Regions from separate parts of the Rattus norvegicus genome. Here region 1 is linked to region 2. The links are chromatin contacts, called in public Hi-C maps. All regions are on one chromosome and are shown on one strand. Each heading gives the region's core, a stretch centred on a gene start, on an enhancer-like site or on the middle of the called end of the contact. The rest is flanking DNA. Distances are from core to core; before and after follow the strand shown.

Region 1 (7,229 bases), core at 3,669-6,168, 500 kb after region 2:
TTCTGTAGTTGGGTAGCAGAATAACACAATAGCAAGTGATGACTACAGTGATTCACTCACTCACTCCTTGGTAGAACACCAGCAGGCCAAGGTCTTCCTCCATTAGGAGGTCCAACAGTGAACACCATTTGTCCTAGTTTGTCTTCTGTTGCTGTGAGAAGCCCTATGACCAAAAATAACTTGGGGAAAAAAGTATTTTTCTTTTTACATTGTACAGTCCGTCATTAAGGGAAGCCAAGGAAGGATTCTCGAGGCAGGAACTGAGGCAGAAGCCAAGGAAGATCCCTGCTTACTGGCTCGCTTCCACACTTATATTCTGTTACCTTTCTTATCCGATCTAAGACTACATACCTAGGAGTAGCACTGCCCATAGTGGGCTAGGCTGTCCTTCACAAATTAGCAATCAAGAAAATGCCCCATAGACATAGCATCTGGTGGAGACAGCTCCATGACTAAGGTTCCCTCTTCCCAGGTGTCTCTAGTTTGAGTCGGTTGACAAAAACTGTCCAGCATACCAATCTAGGAGGGTGTTCATCTGTCCCAGATGCTTCTCCACTATAGTGTTTCTGTTCTTCTCAGTATGGATCAAAGACCACCCATTCCACCTGCCTTTTCACCAGTCTCTTCTTCCTTTTCCAGAGGAGGAGGTTTTCTAACAAAGGAGGTATATCAGAAGAGAACAGTTTATGGGATTTTTACTTGGTACTAGATGATTATGCAGCTCCATGTGGGTAGACAATATGCTGACACACCTTCATTTAACACAGACTTGGGGTTCCATGTTTGACAGTCAGACTTGGACAAGTGATGACTGAGGTTTGACCATCAGGAATGGATACTGTCTAGGGGAACACACACACTGCTTCCATCAGTTGTGTGTCCATCCACATGGCAAGGTCTTCCTGTTGGGAGAGATCAGCCTGGCCCTTGTGATAAAACACCATGACCAACAATAACTTGAGAAGGAAAGAATGTATTTCAATTTACAGTTCGTAGCCCATCATGAAGGAATGTCAGCGCAGAAACTTAAGGCAGGAACTTGATGGCAGGAACTGAAACAGAGAACATGGAGTAACAAAACCTAACAGCTTGCTCCTCCAGATTTGCTTAGTTTGCTTCTTATACACCCCAGTGCCCAAGTATGACTCTGCTCAAAGTGAGCTTGGCCCTTCCACATCAGTCCTCAATCCAGGAAATGCTTCACAGGCCAGTCTGATGGCGTCATTTTCTCAATTGAAGTTCTCTCTTCTCAGATGATTCTAGCTGGTGTTGACAAAAATTCCAAACCAACATAATCTTCTAGAATCTTCTCCCAGTCTTCTTACTACTGCAGCCTTTACATCTATCTTGAAGAGGGATCAATATTCTCCATGGTCCTGGAACTTCATGCACACAGACTGAATTTCTGGAACCATTCCCCATTCTCTCTGAAAATCCAAATTTGGATTCCACTGGCTCAGTAGTTGGGCCAGCATGCTGCAGCTCCTTTATAGCCACCATGGCATTCACATTTGTCACAAACCACATTCTTTTGCAAAGTCAATCTTGTTGCATCCTTGCATTGTTATTGAAGTTTACACACAACATGTTTACCTCTCTTTTCTCTTTGCATCCTCCCTTCATTTCCTCCAGAAAAAATCCAAAATGTCCTCAAGGGACTCCTTAGTGCCACCGTCTCTCCCTCTAAATTACCTGTCTGCCTTTTTTGTTACACAACATTGGTATCCTTAATTCTTCCGTGATAGTGTTAGGTTTGATTCCCCAACCCCATAGGGACTCATTTCTTTCACTATGTTCTACAGCTTTCCAGTGGGCTAGGCATGCTAAGTGAATATAGTAGCAGCTTAGGCAGCCGCCATCCTTGGCCTCTTACTGACTGTTCTAGAAGGTTCCATGTGAGCTCATTCTAATAACATTTGGCACAGGCTGACTTGCCTGCTCCATTGTGTCAAGCTGTCATTGTGTTGATCTGTGCCCAACAGTCAGCTGCCTCTTTCATTTGTGTTCCTTTGGTTGGTTGTATGAGTCACTGGGAATCCATAGATAGCAAGTCTTCTCTTCTGGAATTTGTCCCTGATGTTCTAGGGAAGGCTGCTGATATTGCAAAACCAAGTTCTGTCATGTAAACACGTCCCAGAGTATTGTGGGTCATCCTTCCTTCATCAACTCATCAGCCTGTGACCCAGCCAGAGTCCAAGAGCTCTGCCCCCTGTGAAGAGCGAGGGAAGCGGCGGCATTCCTCAGCCATTTGGTTTTCATTTCCATCTCATCATCCAGGAAGGTATTTCCTGAGTGTACTCATGGGTGAGTTTTCTCATTCAGGGGCTGAAATGACATGGTCCACATTTCTGATGGTTATGAGCCACCATGTGGTTGCTGGGGTTTGAACTCAGGACCTCTGGAAGAGCAGCCAGTGCTCTTAACCACTGAGCCATCTCTCCAGCCGGTCCACATTTCTGAAATGGGTCTCCAAGGTTCCTTTAGGTACAGAGTCTATTCTAACAACTCCTCATTTCTTAGACATGGTTTCCACCACTTTATGCTCAAAGCTAAAGTTATCCCATCCAGCCATCATTCATCCATCCACTCATCATCTATGCATTACCTATACATCACTATCTATCCATCTAGGCAACCAGCATTCATCCATCCATCCATCCATCCATCCATCCATCCACCTGTCCATCCACCCACCCATCCATCCATCCGTCCATCCATCCGTCCATCCATCCATCCATCCATCCATCCATCCATCCATCCAGGAAGATTCTCTGCCAAGATTTGAGCTAGACAGTAGGAACATGGTGTGAGAAATGGTCTCTTCCCTCAAGGAATCTTGTTCTCTCTACCAAGCCCCAGTTCTGTCTCTCAGGACTCTCTGAAGTGCCTCCTTCCAATCTATGCTCATGAGAATCAAAAGCAGGGAAGACTGACAGGAAACATACAAGCATATCATTATTGTTAAAATATGCCTAACTCAAGTTGGCTAAATGCTCTGTAGGAAATAAAGGGGAGACCAAAAGGGAGCAAAAGGTTAGTAGGAAGGACCTACTTTGGATGGGTGTCAGCATAAACTCTTTTGGAGATGACCCTGAAGTTGAGATCTGAGGACTTGGTTAGAGGATCAACAACATACACAATCACACAGAAGGTAAAAAAAAATGTTAAGGCCAGATGTGATACACACCTATAATCCTAGTGCTTAGATGGTTGAGGCAAGAGGCTCAGGAGTTCAAAGTCATCCTTGCCTGTATTATATTTGTGACCAGCCTGACCTATATAGTGAAACACCCTCTTTAAAAAAGCCAAGGCTCTGAGGGAATAAAGAAAATATGTTACAGAAAGACCAGTTGAAGAACAGTCCAGAAAGAGTTGAATGAAGTGGGGTGACATTTGAATGCAGGAGACACAGCTGAAGAAAAAAGCTATGGGAAGACAAGTACTGGCCAGGAAGTTTCCATAAAGGTCTATCAGGAAGTGGATGGTGGCTTGGTCTCATCTCACAGGAAGTCCAGTTCAGTGAGCGAGGAGCCTTCATGCCTGACTCCCAGGTTGCTCGAACCTGAAGTCATTCGATGGAGGCAGAGTGGCGCCAAGCATCCAGAGATCAGCCTTGGTTGGTGTCTCTCAGAGAAAGCATCCGAGCAGCTCTAGCAGATGGGAGCATTGGGGAACATTGAAGTTGGGAGATGTGTTCACTGAGAAGAGGCAGAGCGGGAAGAGTCTTCTCATCCCATCCCCATAAACTGAACCCTAGCATCCAGGTCCTGCAAAACTTCCAGAGTACAGGGCTCAGGGTTTTGGGTTCTCTGTCATTCTCCTTTGAGGGTCCCTGCAGGCTCAGGGCTGCTCGCAAGTGATGAGTCTGCTAGGGCAGGGGAATTTTCCCTTCTCTAGGGGACTGGCTTTTCCAAGGATTGTTCTAAATTCCACTGGTGAGTCTTTGCTCTGTCCTGGAAACAGCTCCTCTTTATGTAAGCCCTCTCAGAAAGTGACGAATCCTGGAAGAATGCTTCAGTGTTCAGATGTAGCCCAGGCAGAGGGCACTGATTGCTGACGGCTTAGAAGCAGGAACAGAGGATGTGCCACGGGCAGAGCTGGAAAATGGATGCAGGTGGCCTCTGAGTCATCAGCTCTAGTTGGGGGGGAGGGGCACTCATCCTCCCCATGTTCCAGACAGAAAGGGGACATTGGAAAAGGAAGGGGCACGTCACTTCTGAGGGGTAGGAGAACACAGCGTGCCTCTCTGGCTTCCAGGTCAGGGGTGATTTCTTGCTGAGAGCTCTGAATTTGCTTCAGGGCTGAGCTCAGAGGACCTGGGTTCTTGATGCCCCCATTCTTGGCTTTAAAGGACACACCAGGGAGGGGAAGAGTTGTTTATGACTAGCCAATTGTTTCTGCTTACTAAACACAGAGATTCCCAAGCAACTTCTTCAGGGAGAAAGTCTCCACCTCCCCATTGTGGGTAATCCTAATATTTAAACAAGATCTCTCTTTCTTCTCCCCACCAGTGGAATCAGTGGTGGATAAGGGACAATAGTGTTGACAACAGCTATGGAATGTTGTTGGAGGGATAGAAAGATGGTAAGATGTGGAAACTCACTAAGAGTTTGGGTACTAGCCTGGGTTACAAAGTGTAACTGTTGTAAAAACCAAATACCAACCAACCAAACAAACAAACAAATAAAGCCAAAAATAGTACAAACATCAACTTTCAGAGATGGTTCTTGGTGGCTTTCTCCCTCATTGACCTTTCTCCTGTCCTCAACTACTTCACCTTAGTGTTAAATCCAGTTCTACCTCTAGGGATGAGGCAAGACAAAAGAGGCAGGAAGTTTAGTCATTGGCTTCTCTGGGTATATTGCAGCTCAGGAATGATGGGCCCTAAATCACTGTCTACAGAGCCCCACCACTTCCCTTTCTCCGCTCTGTCTGTTGAGGACTCGGGTCCTCACATTCTGAGCTACCTCCTCTTTAGAGTCTTGCAGAGTTAGGGCGCCTCTTCTGGACCAACATTTAGTGACCGCCTAATTCTTCAGTTCGTGCTTAGCCTACCTCTGCTACTTCTCTGCTCTCCCTTCTTAGTTTGCCCTGCCTCCGCTGGCTCCTTGCTGCTCTCCCAGTGTACCACCTTGGGAGCTCTACCTTTGCTGGCTCCTCTCTGGAGCTGCTTTCCTCACTCAGGGCTTCCTGGCCTACCTCCTACCTCCTTTCAAATGCCACTTTAACAGTAGCCTCTGTGCACCTTACACCAGCCAGACCCTCTTCACCTGCCTCTCTTGGTCCACTCTCCTTGCTGGGCTCAGTTTCTCTCCAGAGCCTTCTCTCAACATAGAAGACATTAGATCTCAATATGCAAGTTGCCTGTCTCTCCTAGAGTGCAATTGTCTCCTTTGTTGCTGCATTCCCAGCACCTAGAAGAAAGCTTGTTCCATGCACACAGTCAGTAAATATTTGTTAAATGAGCAAGTGAGTCACTGTGTGTGATGGAAATCGAGGTCTTGGTGACTATTTCGTTCTGATATGTAATCTTCGATGTGAATGCTTGTCGTCTGTGTCAACATTTTATTTTAATCAAATCCATTTTCTGGTAGCTTTCTCTCATGGCTGCAAGAGACTCCCTCAGCACTGGGCATGAGCCAGGCTGTTCCTGGAAGGATCACAAGGAGCAAATGCTCAACCTGGTACCCAGGGCCCTTGATGTCCTCAAAGTACTTGGTGCCACTGAGGGAAGCTAAGGTTGCACCCTTGTCTATGAATGAAGTAGAAGGAGAGAGTGTATTAATCAGGTTATCCAGAGGGATAGAATTCTGTGCGCGCCTGTGTGTGTGTGTGTGTGTGTGTGTGTGTGTGTGTGTGTGTGTGTGTGTGTGTGTCTGTGTCTGTGTGTGTCTGTGTGTGTGTGTGTGGAGAGAGAGAGAGAGAGAGAGAGAGAGAGAGAGAGAGAGAGAGAGAGAGAGAGAGATCTGAGTAATGTAGAATGCTTATATATACATCTCCTAGGGATTTTCACCAGGAGAGGTTTGTTCCAGAGAGTTGACACATGTCATTGTAGAAGCTGACACGTCTGTAGTTCTTGTTTCAAGGCAGACTGGCAGGGCAGAGATAGAGGCAGTCTCTGTGTTGTAGTCTCAAGGCCAAACTCCTGCTCTAAAACACAGTCTTTGCTCTTAGAGACTTAGGCTCATCAGATAAAGCCTACCACCCGATGGCATGTGATCTGCTTTATTCAAAAGTCTGCTAGTTTAAAGGGTTATTTATTTATGTTATGGGCACGGGCATTTTGCCTGTATGTACATATGTGGACCATGCGAGTTCCTAGTACCAGAGGGCATCAGGATATGGCATTAGGTCCCCTAGAATTGGAGTTACAGGCTTGTATGAGCTGCCACGTGGATGCTAGGAACTGAGCCTAGGTCCTCTGAAGAATCAGCTAGTGTTCATAACTGCTGAGCCGTCTCCCCGAACCTGAGTCTACGGATTTAAATACTAATCTACCTCTACAGCAGTATCCAGGCTGGCATCTGAGCCTGCTGGGCTCCATTCCCTAGCTTACAGAAGTAGCGGCCCTGGGGACCCAGTGTGGCGGCAGTGCAAGAGCGAGCAGTGCAGAGCGAGCAGTGCAGAGCGAGCAGTGGCCTGGCAGCTGCTGTGTGTTACAGTTAGGAGTTGCTGCTAAGGTTCTTCTGGGGCAGTGAGATCAGTGTTCAAGAGGGTCTAGGAAGGGATGGAGAACTCCTATGTGGTTCTGGCTTAACCCCTAGTGTGGCCCCATTCAACAACTTTCGGCTCACTTCCTTTAGAGTGGAAGTCATTACCCATAGGGAATGGAAGTCAGGGAAGCCAGAGGGTGCCTGGCAGCTCAAGGGCTGCTGAGCACAGAGGACTGGGGACAGCTAGGACCTGAAGGTCACCCAGAGCTCAAGGGTAGGCTAAGTGGAAACAGGGATGTGGGAGGGTGGCCTGGAGGCTGCACTCATTAAGAGAGTGGCTTGCAGCTGGTTCCTCTTGGTGACCTCGTCCCAGGCCCACACACACTGGGGTTGCCCTGCAGGCTCCCCACCTTCCATGACTTCCTAAAGAGAACACTTCCTTCCTGCTGTCCTCTGCTCCTGGTCTAGTTTCCTCAAGGTACTTTCTAAGCTATATTGAGGGTGCTGATGTCGGCCCCACCGTCTCCAAGAGACTATGATTTCTTAGGGGCAGCTTTGCCCTTCTATCAACCTTGG
Region 2 (7,498 bases), core at 368-2,867:
AGTCGGGCTTAGGGAGGCAGGCAGTCCGTCCCAAGGAGTCACAGGCTCTGGGGACCAGAAAGCCCAAATGAGGGGTCCTTTATGCCAGAGGATCCCCACCACTTCTACGATGCAGGCAGGCCTAATGCCTGGGGTGGCAGTTCTATGGCCTCTCTGTCCCTGAGGCTCTTCCCACTTTCCCTTGGGATCTGAGGAGACCCTGAATTGCATCCTTGGTCCAGTGTGGTCACCACAGCTTTCTGTCTAACCGTCTTTTACAATGCCTTCTGGGAGCAAGCCAGCAAGCTTGGAGTTTTGGCTGGAGGCGCCTTGGAGATGGGGGAGGGTGGAGGGTGGAGAGTCAGCAGCCGGTGAGAAGGGGCCTGTTTCCTGACTCCCTGACCCGGGCTGTCTCTGTGGAGGCCCCAAACCCAGGGAGGTCATCTAGGGCGAAATTCCAGCTTGAGCCCCCTGAGCAATGACTTCAGTTTTCTTGATAAGGCTGAAAAAGGGACACTGAGTGTCCACCCCACACCCCCTCTCTGTCAGCACCTCCGCTCCAGTGAGGCCTCTGTGGTAGACAGCCTGCCGGGGAGAAGAGACAAAGATAGACTGGGGACAGATAAGGACAGAGACAGCCAGGGACAGATGGAGCCTAGAGGTGAAGATGGGGCAGCAGTCTGTGGGGAAGCCCAGAGGTCAGCACCAGACCCCCTGTCTCCGCTTGCTCAAAGCTGGTTGATTGTCGGGGCCTGCAACAGAGAGACTTGGTGGGTACAGCAGGAACATTGATTGTGCCGCCAGCTTGAAGGACACAGCTCTGATGCCTGGGCCTGGGTCTCTGTGTGTGACTCTTGAGGCTGGTGCTCTGGTGTGACGATGGGGCCAGTGGAGCGAGCGTTACCTCTGAGGTTCCAGGAAGCATCAGCAAAGAAAGAGGTTGAGGGCATTAAGAGCTGGGCCGAGGTAGGGATCCATGGCCACCGCTGTTGGATAAGAACTGCTACTGCTTTCTGGTCTTCCAAGGTCACCTGGCCTCACAGTACTCCAGGCACACTCTGGGAGAGAATGTTTGCACCCAACACTGTCTATTTGGCTTGGCAAGTTGGTGGAAGCTGAGAAGACACAGCTGGCCTGTGCGCTCCTGGGTCACCATGTGCAGTTGAGTCACAGCCCCTGGGGAACAGGAGCCTGTGCTCAGGGCTGTGCCCACAGACACAGCCACACAGGTATCCAGATGCCTTGTGCAGCTGAGTCACTGTCACTCCTCGGGGAGCACGTGCTGGCTCGCATGTGTACACAGGTACACAGAGACAGGGTGCACCTGACTGTGAGTCACTGGTGCCAGCCAGCTCTGGAGTCTGTTCTGCCATCCCTGTTTAAAAGCAAACGCCCACAAGCCTACACATAGATGTAGGCTTAAAGTACAGCTCAACCTACCCGCTTCTTTGTACTGGGGTGGGGGGGTGCCAAAGACACTTGGATGAACAGGTGAGCAGAATGAATGGGCAGACAAATGAAGAGACGGGTGACCACCCCCTGCTTGGTAAAATTGGTCAGGGCAGCTCCTCAGGGTGGGTCCAGAGCTCTGTGTCTGCACGGAGTCGTCTTGCTCCAAATATAGCCTTCATGGGTGGGCAGGGAGCCAGGGATGCTTCCCAGGCAGTGACTTCACTGGGCCCAAGGCCCAGCCTCTGTGGACTTGGAGAAAATGAACAGAGGCCCAGCTTCCCACAGCCAGGCTTGACCTGCGGGGCTGGAGCTGTCCGTGCCACCGCTTGGCACCTGGGACTGTGGGACAGGGCTGATGCAGATGGGTACAGAGAGCTTCTGGGCTGGCGCTCCTTGGGGAAGGGGGGGTGGGGGAGCTGCCTGCTGATTGCATAACCCAGACCCCCTGCTGGGCTGCCCATCATCTGGCAGGGACAACCCTCTGGCCTGGGCTTGCTCCCAGGGACACGCCTTTGTTTCTGGAATCTTTCTTTTTTTATTATTTCTTTTATTTTTGAGATTATAATGTAATTACATCATTTCCCCCCTTCTCTTTCCTCCCTGCAAACACTCCCAAATAAACCCCATGCTCTCTTTCAATTCCTGGCTTCCTTTTTTCCCCATTAATTGTGGTTACATGTGTGTGTGTGTGTGTGTGAGTGTGTGTGTATGTGTATGTGAGTGTGTGGGTGCATTTGTGTGTATGGGTGTGTGTGAGTGTGTGTGTATGTGTATGTGAGTGTGTGGGTGCATGTGTGTGTATGGGTGTGTGTGAGTGTGTGTGTGAGAGTGTGTGTATATATTTGTGTGTGAGTGTGTGTGTGTATGAGTGTGTGTGTGTGTGTGTGCTTATTTTCCTGGATATACCCTGCTCAGTCTGTATGTTACTTGTATGTTTGTTTTCAGGCCTGACCATTTGGCATTAGAAAATCATTTGGTGTGCTTTTCCTTGAGAAAGACTTTTAGCGTTCCTTAGTTGCCTGTAGTTCTTTATGGAGGGTTGGGGCCTTGTGGGCCCCCCTGTCCACTTTGACATGTCTATGGTTGGTGTTCTCACTAGCTTACATTTAGGTAGCCATGTTTGTGAGACTTCATGGGTGTAGCATCTGACATGACTAGGAGACAGGACTCACAGCAAACTGATCCTCTAGCTCCTGCAATCTTTGTTCCCTGAGTCTTGGGTGTGGCACGTTTGGAAGATGCACCCACTGGGACTGGGTAGGATCCTCTTTTCTTGACGCCCCCCACCCACTCCAATGCCTTGATTCAACTGGGCAGTTGCAGTTTACCCGAGTTGGCCTTCCTGCCTTTAGACCTTGTCCCTCTGCTCTGCCCTGCCCACAGCTGTCGGGCACTTTTCTAAAATAAAGATCTGACTCAGCCTTTTCTGTTGGAAAGGGTCCCTGTGGCTCCCAGTGGTGAGCAGCAGGTTAGACGCCTCCCCTGGTGCTCAAACCATCTTTCCTGGGTCCACCCTACCTGGGTGTTTCGAAAGGCTGTGACACGGACAATGTGCTGGCTAACTTTATGTCAACCTGACACTGGCTAGTCATCAGAGAGGAGGGAGCCTCAGCTGAGAAAAATGTCTTCATAAGATCAGCTGTAGGCTAGTCTGAGGGGCATTTTCTTAATTAGCGATTGATGGAAGAGGGGCCCAGCCCATTGTGGGTGGTTCTATCCCTGGGTTTATGGTCCTAGGTTCCAAGAAAGCAGGCTGAGTAAGCCATGGGGAACAAGCAAGTAGGCAGCACCCCTCCATGGCCTCTGCATCAGCTCCTGCCTCCAGGTTCCTGCCCTGTTTCTGCCTTCAGTAAGGGGCTGTGCTATGGGACTGTGGGGCTATGGTCATGATGTCTCATCATAGCAACAGTAATCCTAATTCAGACAGAAATTGGTACCAGGATTGCGGAGTATTACTGTAATAGGCTGACTATGTTATTTTTAAGAAGATTGTGGAAGGACTTTGGACCTTTGGGTTAGAAAAGCCATGGAATGTTCAAAGCTCGGTGAGCTATCCTGTGGGAGCTTGGGAGATAAGAACGGAGAGAGAAATGTAAGTAAGAGAGGCCTGACTTGTGAATGAAGTTCTGGAGGGAAGTTTGGGAATCCCTTATGTTGGGGTCAGAGCATATTTTCAAATGAGAATCTGTGGTTCTGGTCAGCTGGGGTTAAAGAATAGGCTATGATTAACAAGAGGCCAGAACCACTGGGGTAAAACCTTTGCTTTGCTGGACAATTGATGCTGGTTAGCTGGAGCTGAGAAGTTAGCGGTGATTAAGAAGAGACCAGCATTGTGAGGTGGAATCTTCTGGGAAGTGTTTCCACAGAGGTTGTGTTTCAGCAGTGACCAAGATGGTTCCACTTCGGTCTCCCAGGTGGCACTGGTTTTGAAGGCATCTAGGGGTCATGGGGAACAGCTAAAGCTTGGCACAGTGAGAGGCCAGGGGAGGCCATAGGTTGAAATCCCAACACTGAAGGGGTCATGGAGGGAAACTGAGGCATGAGTGGAGTTCAGGAGTGGTTATTGGTAGAAATGCAGCCCTGTGGCAGCAGAAGATGCAGCATGTTGGAGATGGCAGTACTGTGGGATGACCATTAAGGACAGCTGTGGCGTGGCGTGGAATGGCGCTAGCAGGGGTAGAGCCGTGCGTGCTGCAGAGGGCGGAGCCGGAGAAATTAGCCTAGTTCTCAGGAGGAGTGGATTGCAGAGTATGGACCCTGGGTTATTTTCACTGTTGGAATTTAGTTTTGCCTTTTAAAAGACTTTGTGCCCTGGTTTTTCCCTCTTGAAGTAATGAAGTATTTAACTTTTTTTTGGTTTTATAGGGGCCCACAGTTGAGAGACTTTTAAACTTTTAAGGTGTTTGAATTTATAGAGATGGTGTGACTTTAAAGTCATTTATGTTTTATATTGAAATATTAACATGCTATCCTGGGGACAATTGAGGCAGGAAAGGTTCTAATTGAAAAGTGTCACATTTGTGTGTCAGGTTGACAAGAGGGTCAGTTGTGCTAGCTATTTTTATGTCAACTTGACACAAGCTAGCTAGAGTCATCTTAGAGGAAGGACCCTCAATTGAGGAAATGACTCCCTAAGATCAGGTTTTGGTAAACCTGTAAGGCATTTTCTTAATTAGTGATCGATGGGGAGGGCCCAGCCCTCTTTCCTTTCTTCTTTCCTTTCTCCTTCCTTCCCTTCCCTTTCTTTCCTTCCTTCCTTCCTTTTTTCCTTCCTTTTCTTTCATTCTTTCCTTTCTTCCTTCCCTTTCTTTCTTTCCTTTATTCTTTCCCTTTCTTCCTTCCCTTTCTTTCCTTTCTTCCTTCCTTCCTCCTTTCTCTCTCTCTCTTTCTTTCTTTCTTTCTTTCTTTCCTTCTTTCTTTCTTTCTTTCCTTTCTTCCTTCCTTCCCTTCCCTTCCTCCCCTCTCTCTCTCTTTCTTTCTTCTCCTCCATTTCCTCTTCCTCTTTTATTTTTTTTTATTTTGAGACAGGGTTTCTCTGTGTGGTCCTGGCTGTCCTGGAACTTGATCTGTAGACCAGGCTGGCCTCAAACTCAGGGATCCTCCTGCCTCTGCTTCTCATGTGCTGGGAAGAAAGACCCAAAAAAACCCCGCCCCCAATCCCACAAGAAGCAGGTTTCTTAAAGGAGCCAGACAGTGAACTGGTATGGTCGATGCTGTGGAGAAAGGTGGGCAAGGGTACTGAAGAGGGTGGGGTTGATGCTGTGTGGGGTGCTGGGGGTGTCTCCGACAAACCTTGTTTAAACAGACATCTGAAGACACCTGGGAGAAGAATGTTCTAGGAAGAGGGAGTGGCACCTGTAATTGCTTTGTGGTGGGGACTCCTTTAAGGAACACAGAGGCCAGTGCAGCTAATGGAGTGAGAGCTGGGTCACAGGGCCAGAGAAGCCGGATCATGAAGCTGTCCAAAGGATGCCTGCTGCTGCCGGTCCAGTCCGAGCCGGGTGTTGCCAGGTTCTTAGTCAAGGAATTGAAATAAAAGCCCCCACACATTTATAAAAGTAGCAAGAAAATGTCCTTCACAGGGGAGCTAGGAACGGACAGCCAGGGCGCAGCTGCCTTGAGAGGGAAGGTACTCCAGGGGCCCAGGTGTTGTTGGGGCTCCTTTTATGGGGTTCAAGGGAAGGCGTTGTTTGGTCACTAAGAAGTTTAATGAGGGTGGTTCTTTTCTTTTTCTTTTTCTTTTTTTTTTTTTATGACAGGTCACGTAATTTTTCTACTGCATAAGTTCTCTCCCACAATGCTTCTGATTCTAACCATATGAATCTCCAAGTACGCATAGGCAAGACATAGTAAATATAGGATTTTCCCTAGAAGTTCACCTGGTCTGGCCTCTCTCTGTTATCACCCCGGGTCATCGGTCCTTTCCTTAGACTAGGCTGAACTGGGAAGATGTCTGAATAAAAACTGTCAAGTGTGATGTTAAGGCGGGGAGACACCTGTTCAGGGTGGGTGGGGGTGACCATGCAGAGATCCTGCAGGCCAGGCTCTTAGGAGAGGGATTTCATGACCCAAGGTCACAGGAGCCCCAGGCCCTGACCCAAGGTCACAGGATTCCCAGGCCATGACCCAAGGCCAGAGGAGCCCCAGGCCCTGACCCAAGGTCACAGGAGCCCCAGGCCATGACCCAAGGCCAGAGGAGCCCCAGGCTATGACCCAAGGTCACAGGAGCCCCAGGCTATGACCCAAGGTCACAGGAGCCCCAGGCCATGACCCAAGGCCAGAGGAGCCCCAAGCCCTGACCCAAGGTTACAGGAGCCCCAGGCCCTGACCCAAGGTCACAGGAGTCCCAGGCCCTGACCCAAGGTCACAGGAGCCCCAGGCCATGACCCAAGGCCAGAGGAGGCCCAGGCCATGACCCAAGGCCAGAGGAGCCCCAAGCCCTGACCCAAGGTCACAGGAGCCCCAAGCCCTGACCCAAGGCCAGAGGAGCCCCAGGCTATGACCCAAGGTCACAGGAGCCCCAGGCCATGACCCAAGGCCAGAGGAGCCCCAGGCTATGACCCAAGGTCACAGGAGCCCCAGGCCATGACCCAAGGCCAGAGGAGCCCCAGGCCATGACCCAAGCTCAGAGGAGCCCCAGGCCCTGACCCAAGGTCAGAGGAGGCCCAGGTCACTAAACTTCACCATGCTTGATGCCTCACTTCTGACCTTTGCCCCAGACAAAGGTAGAAAGGTGAGGGTGTCAGGCAGGGAAGCAAAGGGAATGAGGAGATGGCCCTCTGCTCCTAGCTGGTGGTTGCTTTGCTGGAGGCAGGGGCAGAGGCATGGCTGAGGGCACATTTTGACCGACTGCCAGTTGAGGTGCCAGATGAGAAAAGGCAAATGGTGCTCCTAAAACTGGCCATGGTGACAGGAAAGATAAGAGTTTCTGTTTCTAAAGGGTGAGTCCTTTGTGGGTAGGGTGCAGTATTTACTCTCAGTCATTTCAAGTTAGGGTGTCTGCAAGTAGAGATATTGAAGGGAGTTGGATGCGTGTGGGGTTCAGGAAAGGTCCGAGCTGGACATAAAGTTGGCAAGTATGTCATTTAGATGGCATCTGAAGTCATGCAACCAAAGCTCATTGGGGACAGGAGAGAGGGGTCTGGGTCATGGTGCTAGGTAACGCCTGTGAAGGACGGACTGAAGGACTTAGGAGGAGCAGACTGTTAGATTGGAGAGAAGCTGAGAGGACTCCACAGTGTTCTTCAATGTTCTGGCATAATGGGGACAGGGGTGTCTTGACATTGGGTTCTTTGTTCGAAGGCCCTTGACAAGGAAGGACCCGTGGCCTCTGGCCTCAGAGATGCCATCTAGCAGATCCCCAGGCAATGGCTAACGGCTACAACAGGCCCTCAGGGTAGAGATGGTACTTCTGTCTCGACCTTAACATGGCTGAAAGTGCTCAGAGGCAGTGAGGTCACAAGGCCTGAGTTGTGGGGACATGGAGGACATTCACAGTGGGACCAATGCCAACTCGGTGACAGAAACCCCTTTGCAGGGTTAGAGACTGTCCCAGGTGCCTGCTGCA

What was found. A called contact is a pair of places that touch in the nucleus more often than the background predicts.
Region 1: a contact with region 2 is called in a Hi-C map of the A7r5 cell line, with 8 times the contacts expected there. The contact joins two enhancer-like sites. A contact is called at or near these places in 3 of 12 Hi-C or Micro-C datasets (the A7r5 cell line, mammary epithelial cells and psoas muscle).

Annotation. Positions count from the first base shown.
Region 1 is chr1:174,264,608-174,271,836 of GRCr8, forward strand. The region is part of intron 1 of LOC108349612 (a long non-coding RNA gene); the gene reads left to right. Among named protein-coding and RNA genes, the nearest start is that of Ampd3, 52 kb to the right of the region's middle. Within about 2 kb of position 4,919, at least 41 of the 93 cell types and tissues checked have an H3K27ac peak or open chromatin away from gene starts, as enhancers often do. A contact at or near this core is called in the A7r5 cell line, where this site is marked.
Region 2 is chr1:173,767,599-173,775,096 of GRCr8, forward strand. No RefSeq gene overlaps it. Among named protein-coding and RNA genes, the nearest start is that of Swap70, 69 kb to the left of the region's middle. Within about 2 kb of position 1,618, at least 30 of the 93 cell types and tissues checked have an H3K27ac peak or open chromatin away from gene starts, as enhancers often do. A contact at or near this core is called in the A7r5 cell line, where this site is marked.